Regions from separate parts of the Mus musculus genome. Here all the other regions are linked to region 1. The links are chromatin contacts, called in public promoter capture Hi-C maps. All regions are on one chromosome and are shown on one strand. The core of a region is the stretch at or near the end of the contact, and the rest is flanking DNA. Distances in the headings are between cores, read along the strand shown.

The links. Promoter capture Hi-C pulls out the DNA fragments that hold promoters and counts their contacts.
Region 2: a promoter capture Hi-C map of embryonic stem cells shows a contact between it and region 1, with 2.1 times the contacts expected there. The contact joins the promoter of Dmap1 here to the promoter of Rps8 in region 1. A contact is called at or near these places in 5 of 39 promoter capture datasets (the HPC-7 cell line, embryonic stem cells, hippocampal neurons and 2 more), 3 of 484 Hi-C or Micro-C datasets (cerebellum, embryonic stem cells and palatal mesenchyme) and 2 of 115 datasets of contacts at active chromatin or transcription factors (bone marrow-derived macrophages and embryonic stem cells).
Region 3: a promoter capture Hi-C map of liver shows a contact between it and region 1, with 2.4 times the contacts expected there. The contact joins the promoter of Artn here to the promoter of Rps8 in region 1. A contact is called at or near these places in 6 of 39 promoter capture datasets (erythroid cells, hippocampal neurons, liver and 2 more).
Region 4: a promoter capture Hi-C map of liver shows a contact between it and region 1. The contact joins the promoter of St3gal3 here to the promoter of Rps8 in region 1. A contact is called at or near these places in 11 of 39 promoter capture datasets (the 3T3-L1 cell line, the C10 cell line, the HPC-7 cell line and 6 more).

The regions. Positions count from the first base shown.
Region 1 is chr4:117,154,543-117,157,975 of GRCm38.p6, reverse strand. Rps8 (ribosomal protein S8) reads left to right here and starts at 1,844. Exons shown (of 6, transcript NM_009098.2): 1 at 1,844-1,918; 2 at 2,299-2,405; 3 at 2,869-2,968; 4 at 3,163-3,338. The coding sequence starts at 1,915. Snord55 (small nucleolar RNA, C/D box 55) reads left to right here and starts at 2,128; the gene lies at 2,128-2,205. LOC115490046 (a small nucleolar RNA gene) reads left to right here and starts at 2,687; the gene lies at 2,687-2,790. Snord38a (small nucleolar RNA, C/D box 38A) reads left to right here and starts at 3,402; the gene lies at 3,402-3,433.
Region 2 is chr4:117,680,858-117,684,148 of GRCm38.p6, reverse strand. Dmap1 (DNA methyltransferase 1-associated protein 1) reads left to right here and starts at 1,924. Exons shown (of 11, transcript NM_023178.2): 1 at 1,924-1,935; 2 at 2,167-2,316; 3 at 2,784-2,875; 4 at 3,111-3,291. The coding sequence starts at 2,212.
Region 3 is chr4:117,928,255-117,931,794 of GRCm38.p6, reverse strand. Artn (artemin) reads left to right here and starts at 2,032. Exons shown (of 5, transcript NM_009711.4): 1 at 2,032-2,409; 2 at 2,543-2,776.
Region 4 is chr4:118,133,643-118,137,228 of GRCm38.p6, reverse strand. It overlaps St3gal3 (ST3 beta-galactoside alpha-2,3-sialyltransferase 3), which reads left to right and starts at 2,283. Exons shown (of 12, transcript NM_009176.5): 1 at 2,283-2,839. Kdm4a (lysine (K)-specific demethylase 4A) reads left to right here. Exons shown (of 22, transcript NM_001161823.1): 22 at 1-225.

The DNA.
Region 1 (3,433 bases), core at 595-3,094:
AAGAGCTTGCAAATCCAGCTTAGGTACATTGGTGGTGGCTCTGACTTGCATGTGGCAGATTCTCTCTACCACTGAAGTGGCCCAGCTGCTGCTATGAGGGATACTATGGCAAATCCCAAGGTCAGGCCAATTCAGAAAACCTAGATGTGGTAGCTCGCCTATAATTCCACAAGTCAGAAAGGCTGACACAGGAGGATTACCAGGAGTTCAAGGCTAGGCTGGGCTACTGTGAGCATGTAAGACCCTCAAAAAAACAAAAACAAAGCTGGGTGGTAATGCAGCTTTAATCCCAGCACTTGGAAGGCAAATCACAAGCTTGTGCCTTCAGGCCTGGCTCAAGAACACTTTTAAATGATATTAAAATGATTAAATGATATTAAAACAAAATTAAAAATCTCTTCAAGCCAGGCGGTGGTGGTGCACGCCTTTAATCCAGCACTCGGGAGGCAGAGGCAGGTAGATTTCTGAGTTCGAGGCCAGCCTGGTCTACAAAGTGAGTTCCAGGACAGCCAGGGCTATTCAGAGAAACCCTGTCTCAAAAAAACAAAACAAAACAAACAAACAAACAAAAAACCCCAAAAAAACAAACACAACAAAAAAATCGCTTCAAAACTGTAAAATCGTGGGGGGGGGGGGGGCTGGCGAGATGGCTCAGTGGTTAAGAGGGCCGACTGCTCTTCCAAAGGTCCGGAGTTCAAATCCCAGCAACCACATGGTGGCTCACAAACATCCGTAACGAAATCTGATGCCCTCTTCTGGAGTGTCTCAAGACAGCTACAGTGTACTTACATATACTAAATAAATAAATCTTTAAAAAAAAAAAATCGGATACACGCAGTAAAAACCTCAGAATCAAAATTTAAAACATTTGAAGTTAAAGTTTAAAATTCAAAAAGAAATCGGTCAGGTGAGAGGTCCCTTTAAAAGTAGACGTTCACTGACATTCAAGGCGACGTTTAAGTTTAAGAAATAAAATGTACTGACTGAGCTCTCATCTTGTCTGACGCCGGAGCCCCACTGTCCTCTGCTTTGATTTCACTTGGAGGGGTGTCTAGTGCCTCAGTTTCTCCTCAGCCGGCCGCTTGTTCCTCCCACTGAGCAGTAGCTCATTCTTTAGCTCAGGCTAGCCCTCAACTGGTGATAATTCTCTGTCTCAGTGCTGGATTTCAGGTTTGACCCACTGGGCCAGACCAGATTGTCAGATACTTTGGAATTGGAATTTCAGGAACTGTGAGTCGACCTAAGCACTTGATGCTTTTGAAGAGACCCTGAGCACAGTTTGCAGTACCAATCTTTCCAGAACTAAAACTGTTTTTAATTTCCTTTTTGATTGCTAATTGCTGCCATGTAAGAGATACACATGAATTTTGTGTGTTCATATACAGGGTCAAGTCCCCCTGTGAACAGAGCGTTGGAGCTTCTACTACTTCACTTTTCCAATTAGGGCCCTTTACTCTTTTTTCTTTTTTGGTTTTACAAGTTTACAAGGGTTTCTCTGTATAGCCCTGGCTGTCCTAGAACTCACTTTGTAGACCAGGTTGGCCTCAAACTCAGAAATTCGCCTGCCTCTGTCTCCCGAGTGCTGGGATTAAAGGCGTGCGCCACCACGCCCGGTTTAAAAAAAAAAAAAAAAAAAAAAATTTAAAGGACAAAATGTAAGCACAACAGGCAGGCAAGTGTGCCCTATAGCTCAGCTTAAGGAGCCCGCCCTCCAGACCGCCCAAGGTCAAGGGATTTGAGGCGGGGTCCGCGTGAGTTCGCACGCCGCAGGACCCTCCCCTGTGCCAGCGTCCCAGGCTCGCCGCGGCCCCAGGTCCTTCCCGGCAACCGGAAGAGACGTAAAGAAGGCGGGGCTGAGTTTTAGAAACCGGACCGTGAAGCTTTGCGCTTCCTCTTTCCAGCCAGCGCCGAGCGATGGGTGAGTGTTGCTGCGGGCCGGGTCGGGCCGCGGGGGAGCGAGCTCCATCCGTCTCCATCCTGCCTCCCGACGCATGCTCGGCCCGACCATGGGCCACGGGCAGCCGTGGCAAGGGCCTGCGGTGGGCTAGGGCTGTGGAGATCGCTGCGGCCGCCTCCGGGGCTCCGGGCTGCGAGCGGGCCAACATGGCTGCCGCGGGCCGGGCCGCACGCGGATGATGACACCTGGGTATGCTGCACACTCCCGACTGCGTCGTGGGGAAGCCAACCTTGGAGAGCTGAGCGTGCGGGCAGCCCGCGCAGCGCGGGGCTCGGGAGCGGGCTGATTGGCCGGCGGCGAGGCCCGGTTGCTCAGGCTTGCGTCCTCGCTCCCACACACAGGCATCTCTCGGGACAACTGGCACAAGCGCCGCAAGACCGGGGGTAAGCGAAAACCCTACCACAAGAAGCGAAAGTATGAGCTGGGACGGCCCGCTGCCAACACGAAGGTGCGTGCGGGGGTCGGGGGGAGGACGACTGGGAGAGGCTGCCTTCCCCTGCGCTAGAGCGTGTTTGCTGGGGAACACGAGTGGCTGTGATCACCTTTGTAAGGCTCAGGTTTCTCGGTGCTGGCGACTGGACATGGAAGTGTGTCCACGTGCAGGGTCTGTGCACCCTAATCTCCAAGCTTAGGGTCTACTGGAGCCTAGGAGTGGGAGAGCTGCAAGCTTGGTGTGTTCCTTACTGGGGTTCTTCCTGTGTTAGGGGGGGTCTGGCTTTTTCTGGAGGTAACTAGGGTGATGAAAACGTATCCTTAGGCGTGGTTATGGCCGTCTTGGCCACCTGTACACCACTTGCCAATGCAAGGACTTGTCATAGTTACACTGACTGTTACCTCCGTCTGGTTCGGGTTCCTCTCCCAGTCCCCACTCGTTTTGATGACACATGTTCTGGCCTTCTTGTGTTCTCTAGATTGGCCCTCGCCGCATACACACAGTCCGAGTTCGAGGAGGCAATAAGAAGTACCGTGCCCTGAGATTGGATGTGGGGAACTTTTCCTGGGGCTCTGAGTGTAAGTAGGTGTTGAAGTATTTGAATTTGTTCTTGCTGAAAGATCCTGAGGTAGTTGGAGAATTCTTTGCCATATTCTGATCTCTTAACTCCTGCAATGAGAGGTGCTTTCTAGAGAATGTTAAAAAAAGATTTCAGTAATAAAAAAACATTAACTGCCCCAGCCCCTGATTGTGAATCTCTCTTTGTATGCAGGTTGTACTCGCAAAACAAGGATCATTGATGTTGTCTACAATGCATCCAACAACGAGCTTGTCCGCACCAAGACCCTGGTGAAGAACTGCATCGTGCTTATTGACAGCACGCCGTACCGACAGTGGTACGAGTCCCACTATGCACTGCCCCTGGGCCGCAAGAAGGGGGCCAAGCTGGTGCGTTGTCTTCCTGTAAGGGGTTGATTGGCTGGGGGTGGGATGGGTGCTGCCTTCTTGTGATGAAAATACTGTCCAGTTCTGCTACTGAAGGA
Region 2 (3,291 bases), core at 675-3,174, 530 kb before region 1:
AAGCCCTTGTTTATTATTTATATCTTTTGATGAACATAAGCAATTATCTTCATCAGACTATATTTACTAGTATACAGAATACACCCAGGAGTAGAGTTTCTGTGACAGGAAGTCTCTGTATGTTTAATTTTAGTAGACAGAATCAAACAGTGTTTCTAGGTGGTTATAATTATTTAACTACCACCAGCAATGTGTTAGATTTCTGTTACTCCACATCCTCACCAACACTTAATATTGTCTGTCATTTTTCTTTTTCTTTTCAACTTTCTTTCTTCCTTCCTTCCTCCCTTCCTCCCTTCCTTTCTCTTTCTTCCTTTATTTTATGTGAGTACACTGTTGCCCTCTTCAGACACACCAGAAGAAGGCATCAGATCCCATTACAGATGGTTGTGAGTCACCATGTGGGTGCTGCGAATTGAACTTAGAACCTCTGGAAGAGCAGTAGTGCCCTTAACCACTGAACCATTTCTCCAGCCCCTTGTCATTTTTTCTTTTAGGCCGTACTTGGAGGGGGGCAGGAGATAGCGACTACTAATATGGGAGTCAAGAGTAAATAGACTGATAGCTGTTAAAGCAGTTGAAATGACATACTCCCTTGTGAAAACAAGATAAGGGCTTCTAGTCATTCCTACATATTGACAACCTAAGTACATAGACATGTGGCGTGGTATGTGTGTGTATTACTATTGCTTCCATGAAACACCATGACCAAAAGCAAGTTGGGGAGGAAAGGGTTTATTTGGCTTATACTGCCACATTGCTATTTATCACCAAAGGAATTCAGGACAGGAATTCAAACAGGGTACGATCCTGGAGGCAGGAGCTGATGCAGAAGCTATGGAGAGGTATTGTTTACAGGCTTGCTTCTCCTGGCTTGCTCAGCCTTTTATAGAACCCAGGACTACTAGCTAAGGAATAACACCGCCCACAATGGGCTGGGCCATCCCCACTGACCACTCAATAAGAAGATGCCTTACAGCTGGATCTTAAAGGCAGTTTCTCAGTTAAGGTTTTCATCTATCAGATAACTCTAGTTTGTGTGTTGACAGTACAGTGTGTGTGTGTGTGTGTGTGTGTGTGTTGTACATTACACTGCCCCCCCCCCCAAAAAAAAAAGAGTCAAGATTCACAACTCATTTTAGGGGAATTGTAAATTAAATAAAGAAGTTAAGAGCCTGACCTGGTGGCACATTCCTGTAATCCCAGCACTTGAGAGGCAGGGGGATCGCTGTGAGTTAAGAGGCCACCCTGGGTGGTGGGGAAAGAAAAGGGATAGGAAGGAGGAGGCAGAGAGGGAGGGAGGGAGGGAGGGAGGAAGGGAGAGAGAGAGAGAGAGAGAGAGAGAGAGAGAGAGAGAGAGAGAGAGAGAGAGAGAGAGAGCTTCTATTTTACTCTCTTGGCAGCTGGAGAAGCTAGTTTAGCTCTGCTTTGAAAGTTTAGCACAATGGCAATGCCTGGTAATATAGAGAGGCACTGAATGAGCAGAGGCAATTACTATCATTAATCCAGTTAATTAAGAAAAAAAATAATGTTCCAGGCACTGTGCCATTGTTTTACATGGGTTATTGGTATTTCACTTAAGCAGGAGCTGTTACAATTTTCATTTTGTAAACAAATTAAGTGTTTTGAAATAGGTTTTGAGAAAATAAGTGACTTTTCAATGTCACAGAGTTCTCTTCAGGTTTTCTTTTCATTGCCCGGGACACAATGTAGAGAAATAGAAGGTAAATGTCAAAAGCAAGCCCCGCATCGCCTCGCGCGGATTCCTGGGAGCACAGCAGGAATTCCAGGCGAGCGACTCAGCCTGCCCGGTAGCTTGCACACTGGGTTGCTAGCCGGCTCCTGTTTGTCTAAGCACCGACCGGAAGTGTTTCTAAGGGTTGCGTTTCTACGACGCACAGCCGGAAGTTCCTATCCGTGGGTCTTCAGAGAGAGGTAATTTGAGGAGTGGGCTACAGCTGGGGGGACTCAGGTGTGGCTCCCCGGGGATGGCGAGGCAGGGAGGACAGTGTGACCGTAAGGGACACCTGCGCGGGGAGGCGGAGAACGAGGCAGCACCCAAACCTGGTGTGGACCATTCTGGCGCTGGCCTCTTCACCCTGCCCCCACTTGGAGCGGGAGTTGCAGGGACACCGCCCCCTTAACGGTAGCACAGTCTTTCTGCAGGTACCGACCCTTGACGTCGGGGTACTACCTCATCCCTCGGGCGTGATGGCTACGGGCGCAGATGTACGAGACATTCTAGAACTCGGGGGTCCAGAGGGAGATGCCGCCTCTGGGACCATCAGCAAAAAGGATATTATCAACCCGGACAAGGTAGCAGGGGCATTTGAGCGGGCTGAAGTGTGGGTGAAGGTGTTGGCGAAGGGATGGGAAGGGGTGTTACCAGAAGAGAGATGGTGGAAGTGATAATAAAAGGAGAGCTACAATGGAACAAGAGCATGCCACCCTTAATGTAACGAAGAGGGGACACTGGGAGGTGGGGACCAAGAGAGCGGGGAAACCGCCAACGGACGAGAGGACCGAGGGAACCTGACACTTGTAAGTTGTTGGGAAGAGAGAGCAAGACATTGTGACAGTCTTGAGGTGAGGGAAGGACTTTCTTCCCTGATAACTCAGACGCGAGCGGGGAGAGGAAACCTGTGCAGACGGTGTAGAGACGCTCCCATGAGTGGGTTCCCGGGACTTTAGTTCAGCATTTGTTTGTTCAGGTTGGGCTGGGTAAAAACTTCAAGGAAGGGTGGGTCTGGGCCATCATTTTTTCCCTGTGGTTTTCTTCCCAGAAAAAGTCCAAGAAGTCCTCAGAGACGCTGACCTTCAAGAGGCCTGAGGGCATGCATCGGGAGGTCTATGCTTTGCTTTACTCTGACAAAAAGCAAGTATTGGAATCCCAAGTCCTCCGTGTTTCCCCTAGCTCACCAGGCATAGCCCTATGTCCCTATTTTCTCTTCTACTTTCCCCCACGCCAGTATCCCCAACTAGGGCTCCTCCTGCAGGACAGCTCAGTGTCTTGCTCCAGGACATGACTTCCTTATTCTGGGGTAGACTGAGCTTCATGGCTTTAGAGGTTCTTCACACACCTGCTTCTAACCTTTCACCTCCACTGCCAGGGATGCACCCCCACTGCTGCCCAGTGACACTGGTCAGGGGTATCGGACAGTGAAGGCGAAACTGGGGTCCAAGAAGGTTCGCCCTTGGAAATGGATGCCTTTTACTAACCCAGCTCGAAAGGACGGCGCTATGTTTTTCCACTGGCGACGAGCGGCGGAGGAGGGCAAGGACTACCCTTTT
Region 3 (3,540 bases), core at 783-3,282, 770 kb before region 1:
GACCTCCATTCTTGCCATCCATGGCTCCCCTTAGAAATGAATGTGGCCCACTCCTTATTTGCACTTCAACAGAAAACAGGAAAGCCCCCAACCCAGCCCTAGACACCCCTGGTAACTTTAGAAAGGACATCCCTGCCCCAGTTCACCTCCTTAGGCTCTAGAATCTGAGCCCTCTTAACCCCAGGTAGATCTGAGAATCAGAGACATGTAATGATGGAGGTAGCTTCCTGTCAGACACTGGCCACTACGACAGTAAATGGGACACATAGCTTCAGCTATATGCCTGTCAGTGGTAGCCCTAGCTGCAACGGCCACCTCAATTCAGCAGCCAGTTTTATGGGAAAAGAAAAATGTATGTATGTGCTGTGTGTCCATCCGTGTTGTCCTATGTGCCTCACCCCATGCAGCCTTGTGGAGTCTGAGGATAACCCTCACAGACTTCAGCCTCAAGCACTGCACAAAACTGCTCTCTCAAAATCAGTGGTTAGGGGCCGGATGTGGTGGCGCACAACTTTAATCCAGCAGAGGCAGGTGGATTTCTGAGTTCGAGGCCAGCCTGGTCTACAAAGTGAGTTCCAGGACAGGCAGGACTATACAGAGAAACCCCTGTCTCAAAAAAAAAAAAAACAAAACAAAACAAACAAACAAAAAAATCAGTGGTTAGGAACCCTGGCTATGTGCCAAAATCACAGGTGAAAACCTGGAACTATGTACCTGCCCACCCCAAGTGTCTGATTCAGATTGGGATGTGGCCCAGATGTGGGTAGATGTGGGTAGTTCTTTTCTTCCTTTCTTCCATTCTTTCTCCTCCTCCTCCTCCTCCTTCTCCTCCTCCCCCTCCCCCTCCCCCTCCTCCTCCTTCTCCTTTTAAGATTTATTATATATATATATGAGTACACCATTGCTCTCTTCAGATACACCAGAAGAGGGCATCAGATCCCATTACAGATGGTTGTGAGCCACCATGTGGTTGCTGGGAATTGAACTAAGGACCTTGGGGAGAGCAGTTCAGTGCTCTTACCCACTGAGCTGTCTCTCCAGCCCCATGGGTAGTTCTTCAAGGTCCACAGAGGTGCTGGTACATGATCAGGGCACATCGGGTCCATGCACTGGGTACCCTTCCCCACTCTCAGCATCTGTTTTTGCACGTATTGGTTGGCAAATACCAAGTTGTCATCATTAGCCCAACTGCCTTCACTTTACTCCCGGCTACAAATTTAGCTGCTTCTGGGGCATTTCTAGCAGGAGAGTCCACAGACCCTTCTAATTCAGCATGTCCAACACTGGTTTCACATGTCCCCCTCCCCCAACCGCCAACCCCACATCTGACCCTCTCCTAGGGAAAGCCAGTTCCTAGAATTTTACCACCTCACTTTGTCCAATCAGGCAAAAAGGAATGTAGGGGATTGGGTCCTGGAACCCCCAACTCCCCACAACCCTGCTCAGGGTTTATCTTATTGTCCCCAGCAGCCTGCATCCCTCTTCTGTCTTGCTTGTCTCAAAACCACACTCTCTCCAGTGCAGGCATTCAACGAAAATGACCACACTCAGACTAGGTCAGTAGTTTCCAGCATCTTCGTGATGAACTCCAGACTAGTTGGTAGAACAATTCTGATCATGGCCATCAACCAACCTCCAGACACCTGCCAAATTGCCTCATCGCATCTCAGACTCCAGTTCAATACTCTGAGGTCCTCTGATTCTTCATCCCTGGTCGCACCCACCCCCCACCCCCAACACACACACAATCATTCACTGCCTTCACTGGATGTGCGCGAGTCCCTCTGAGGCCCCGACCCTAAAACTGAGCAAACAGGGTATCCTTGGACCGTGGGAGCCCAACGCAGAGCCCTGTCGCTCCGAGGCAGCTGAACCTTCTGAGGGTCCCGGAGTCACCACTTGAGGATACAGAGTAGCTAGCCAGAACCCCCATGTCTGCGCAGCCCAAGTTGGAACTCTCCTTCAGGCTGCCCCTCCTTCGCCGCCCTCCCTCGCGCTCTCCCGCCCTCGGCCAGGCCTCCCAGTTCCCTACTTTGCTTGACTACCAACTTCGAATTCCCAGTTTCAGCGTCTCGCTGCAGCCCGCGATCTCTACTCTGCCTCCTGGGGTCTTCTCCAAATGTCTAGCCCCCACCTAGAGGGACCTAGCCTAGCCAGCGGGGACCGGATCCGGAGGGTGGAGCGGCCAGGTGAGCCCTGAAAGGTGGGGCGGGGCGGGGGCGCTCTGGGCCCCACCCCGGGATCTGGTGACGCCGGGGCTGGAATTTGACACCGGACGGCGGCGGGCAGGAGGCTGCTGAGGGATGGAGTTGGGCTCGGCCCCCAGATGCGGCCCGCGGGCTCTGCCAGCAACAAGTCCCTCGGGCCCCAGCCCTCGCTGCGACTGGGGCTTGGAGCCCTGCACCCAAGGTAAGCCAGCCTTCTTGCCCATCCCCTTGATGGACGCTCAAAGGGCAGGAGAAAGGGCAGAAAGGTCTTCCTCCCCACTTTTCTCTCAGCCTCTCTCTTCTGGGCCCTCAGCGCAGCTCTTTGCCCCTCCCAGCCCCTCCAGTTCTTGTCGCTAGCTTCTTGGACTGTGTTAACCCTCCTGGCTGGCTGTAATGTGAGGCTCCCGCTGCCGCCACAGGGCACAGACCGGCTGCCAAGGCCCCACTTTTAACTAAAAGAGGCGCTGCCAGGTGCACAACTCTGGGCATGATCCACTTGAGCTTCGGGGGAAAGCCCAGCACTGGTCCCAGGAGAGGCGCCTAGAAGGACACGGACCAGGACCCCTTTGGTGAGTATAGGGCTGGTGGATAGGGGTGGCAAGGGCTGGAGGACCAAATATCCCAAATGGTAAGAAAGGAGAAATTGGTCAGAGCTGTCCTCGAGGGACTTGCTCCTAGGCTCCCCCTAGCGCAGATATCCCAGGGCTGCCTTGTCTGACTTTCCCTCCATCTGAGAGAATAGTAGCCAGTCTGGTCTCTAGGGATTTTAATCTAGTTAGCCAACGGGCACACGCCTAGCTCTGGAGGAACTAGATAAAGGCCTGGGAGGTGTGTGTCTTATCCTGGAGTCATCATATGTCGCTCCCCCTCTCCATGTATTCTGTGTGCCAGCAAAAGGATGGAGGGTTACATCTGGGACCCAAGAAGAGACTAACTAATGAGAATTCTTAAAAGTTCTAGGGGTCCAAGAGCAGTGGTTCACAAAGACTGGAGGTGCGGGCTGGGGTCAGGAAGGATGGTTTATGGGGGAAACTCCTAGGAGCAAGGCTAGGGGGCCAGATCCACAGGAGGCAGATGGTCCAGGCTTGGGCCGGATCTCGGAGTGGTTCAGCCCTCTGAGACCAGGTTGGTGTGAAGGACTAGCTGGTCCTTCTGGCAATGGCTCAGACCTAAATGTGCAGAGCGTGTGCAAAAGCCCCCTCCCCTTAAATCCGCAGGCTTGACAAGCTCTGCCCCCTGGTGGCCACAGGAAGCCATGGTCCAGGCCCTGTGTTTTCAGAAGGACCATCGCTTCCCCAGATAATAGGCAAGCTCTTGGGAGACATCTGTGGGC
Region 4 (3,586 bases), core at 1,034-3,533, 980 kb before region 1:
GGGCTGGTATAGCTACGCCCTTGGTCAGGGGTGGGGTGGGGCTGGTTGAGGGTGGGGGTGGGATGGGACTAGAGGGCAACATTGAAGGGGTTAAACAGGTTCCTGAATTTGTTTGCCTGGGCCCAATATGGAGGGCTTCATACCTTGCTCTGTATACAGGAGTCAGATTTATAATACTTCCCCTTTTTTGTTACGTATGAACTCTATAAACCAAATTATTTTGAAAACCGGTGCATTACCTTGTCCTTAGCAATAAAATGGATTGAACAGAGGATTGACTGTGGTCTGCCCCATGAGCCCAAGTGGCCCTGGGTCAGGCTGTGGAGCAGGGGCTGGGAAGCTGTTCGCTGAGGTGGGCACCGTTCACGGAGGTGGGTGCTGTGGCCCGTTGAGCATCCAGGGCATTGTGGCTCTCTGTACCTCCTTTTGCTTTCCTGGAGGAGTTAACGGGAAGGATTGGACTACGGTCTTCTCAAGAGAGGTTTCACTTAAACCCCTTTTGATGTCATCAGCATCCTGATATACAGATCACTTCCTGCATCAGGATTCCATCCTTGTGGAACCAGGAGAGTATGCTGTAGGTGCTTGAATAGCAAGAGACCCTTGATCTCCCCATGGATTGCAGAAGCTGCCCTCTGCAGTGCTTGTCGTTGCTGATTGCTTCCCTGGAGGAAGACCCAGTCTTTGACAAGAAGAGGTGATCCTGAGCTGGTGCGAGGCTCCTTTCTGCACAGCCTCCGTATTCCAGCTGGCCTGAGCTTTGTGCCCCGGTGCTAGATGATGTGCTCGGTACCCCTGTAGCCTGGGAGCTGCTACTTAGTATTGGCTCTGGGGAAAGAGAGAAGAGTTTCACAGATGTTTTTTCACAGCTAAATCCTTGGAGCCAAGGAAAGAAGGTTGCCCCTCTGTTCTTCACTCGGGGATTTTCAGGGGAAAATGGCTGGGGCTGAGCGTTCGTGGAAGAGAGGAAAACTTAACTTCCTCAGGCACCCGTAGTTCCTCCCCATGAGTCTCATTACCTCAGCCTTGCTAAAGGACCGGATAATCTCGTGCCTGGTGTAATCCCAGCTCTATGGGAGTTGAGGATTGAATTCAAGCCTTTGAATGTTTGAGGCAAACGTACTACTGCCAAGCTATACCCGACAGCCCTCTCTACTTTTTTGTCCCTAAGAAGAGCCCACTGTGGGATGGAGAGATAGTTTAGCCCTTAAGAATACTTTTCTGGGGAACCCAGGTTCAGTTGTCACTGTCCACTTGGTGGCTTGCAACTGTCTGTAACTCTAGTTCCAGGGGCTATGAGGCCTTCTGGGATACACAGGCACTGGGACATACATTCATGCAGACACTAAAACAAAAACAAAATAAACCAAAACAAAACCCAAAGATACTGAGACCCACAAAGTTGTTGAATGTTTAATCCTGCTTCAGTTTAGAGAGTAGTTAAGTACGTACCACCACTACCATGATTAGTTAAGTCAACCATTCAAAAATATTTTTGGCCTATTATAAGAAAATTCCCAGTTCATAAAAAGCTATGGGACTTTCCCAAGTCTCATAAAACTGGCCTGTGGTTTTGTTTTTGTTTTTTTTTTTTTTTCTGGTGCTGGGGATGGCCTGGGGCTTTAAACTTGCTCAACTTCAAAGTTGGGTCTGCCTTAGGCACTTCCTGGCCAGTGTAGTCTAGTCTGGGTTCATGACCCACCACAGCCAAAGACTGCACTTCAGCTTTTTGCCAAAGCAGAAACTTATGTCTTGTATACCTTGTATAAGATTGGCATCTGAGAGTGCCAAGTTATGTCCCCACCTCCTCTTTGGGAAAATTCTGTATTAAATTCTGCCTTAGGATAATGCACTCCGCTGCAGAATGAGGGCGCGACCTCCTGAACTGGGTATGTGGGGTGGCTTTGTGGCCTATCTGCGACCTTTCTTCGAGGTCACGCCTGAACTTAGCAGGCCTCTTACCCTCACGGGATTGGATAGGGCTTCAGAAGGCGTTCTAGAGGTTACCACCAGCGTCAGGGGCTGACAGCAGAGTGGTGAAGTAGGGACAGAAGACTTCCTCTGGGAAGCAGAGGAAACCTGACCGCAGCCGGGCAGCCCCACGCACCGCAGCTCCACGCAGCGCTCCTCCCAAGCCCCAGCTATAGCCCGGGGATGGGGAGGGGATGGATTCGGCCTCTGGCTTCCATTGGGTCTCCGGGGTCCGGGCCCGCCCAACCCTGCGGCGAAGCCTCGCATTGGCCTGCCTGGCGCCCCGCCCGGTTCCGGTGCTCCCATTGGCTGCTGATGCCCGACCCCCGGCGCGGCCGCCGAGGCGGACCGCAGGATTGGTGGTCCCGCCGCTGCGTCCCCACCATGGCGGCGCCCGTGCAGCTTGCCGCGTCCTGGGCTCCCTCTGGGGTCCCCTCGGCTGTCCCCGCTATTCGCGCTGCAATTGCCTCCGCGCTCTGCGTGCGCCCTGGCGCCACCCGCCCCCGGCCTCCCTCTCTGCTGCGGTAAGGCCTGCCCTGCGTCCCCGAAGCAGCTCTCGGCCGCCGCGCCCCTCCCCCGGCCAGACCGGCCCGAGCCGCGCTGGGGACCAAAGCCCGGGCCCGGGTGGGGGCCAGGCCTGCCAGAGGGCCGCGCGAGCCGGGCCGAGCGCGCCGAGGTCACCTGTGTGCAGTGTCCCAGGCGCGCGAGTCTGAGCGCAAAGGAGGGTCACGGTCACCCGGGACCCGCTGTGGGACAAGCGCAAGAAAGTCCGGGGAAAGCCTAGCGGGAGTCACCAAGAGTAGCGGTTGTCATCTCTGCCTTCCCCGGGGCCAGATCCTCCTCGGAGCGACCGGGTCAGTTTATCAAAGTACGTCTTCTCGCTACCCTTTCTTCTGGAGTGCTTCCTCATTGTCTTCTCAGTGGTCTTGTTTGCGAGAGAAAAGCTTAGTGAGGACGGTAGATTTGGTTAGGCGGATGTCCCACAGATGTGTTTAGACTCCTTTTTACAGTAGCACCCATTTTTATGATTCCTCAATAAATTTAATTTTTGTCTGTTTCTCTAGAGTACGGGGAGGTGGTAAAACTGAGTCACTGTAATTAACCTAGGGAGTGACCGATGAAGGGAGCCGGCTGCTATCCCAGAAAGCAAAGAGTGCTTAACACATTTCTCTGAGGTCCTTTGAATTATTAGCACTATAGATAATGGGCTGAGAAGGAAGGAAAAGCCACGAGTTAGAGTTAGGTTCCTGACATGTAGCACAGTAGACATCATGACAATTCCACTTGTGTCCCTAAACTTTCAATTAAAGACTCAGAGGAATTGGATCCCGGGGTAGTAGGTGCACACCTGTAATAGCACTCAGAAGCTGAAGCAGGAGGATTGCTTCAGAGGCCAGCCTGGGCTACATAGAATAATAAAACCGTGTCAACAAGAGCCACATAGCAAGACCCAGTCTCAAAAGACTGAAGAAAGGAAAAGAAGAAAGATTGGAGGATTAAAAATTGGAGTAAAACCTTATGACCAGATGGGAGTTTCATATAGTCTCCTAAAATAACAGACATTTTGAAATATAAAGTGGTGTTGGTTGCTCCATTTCGCTAATCTGATGTCTGT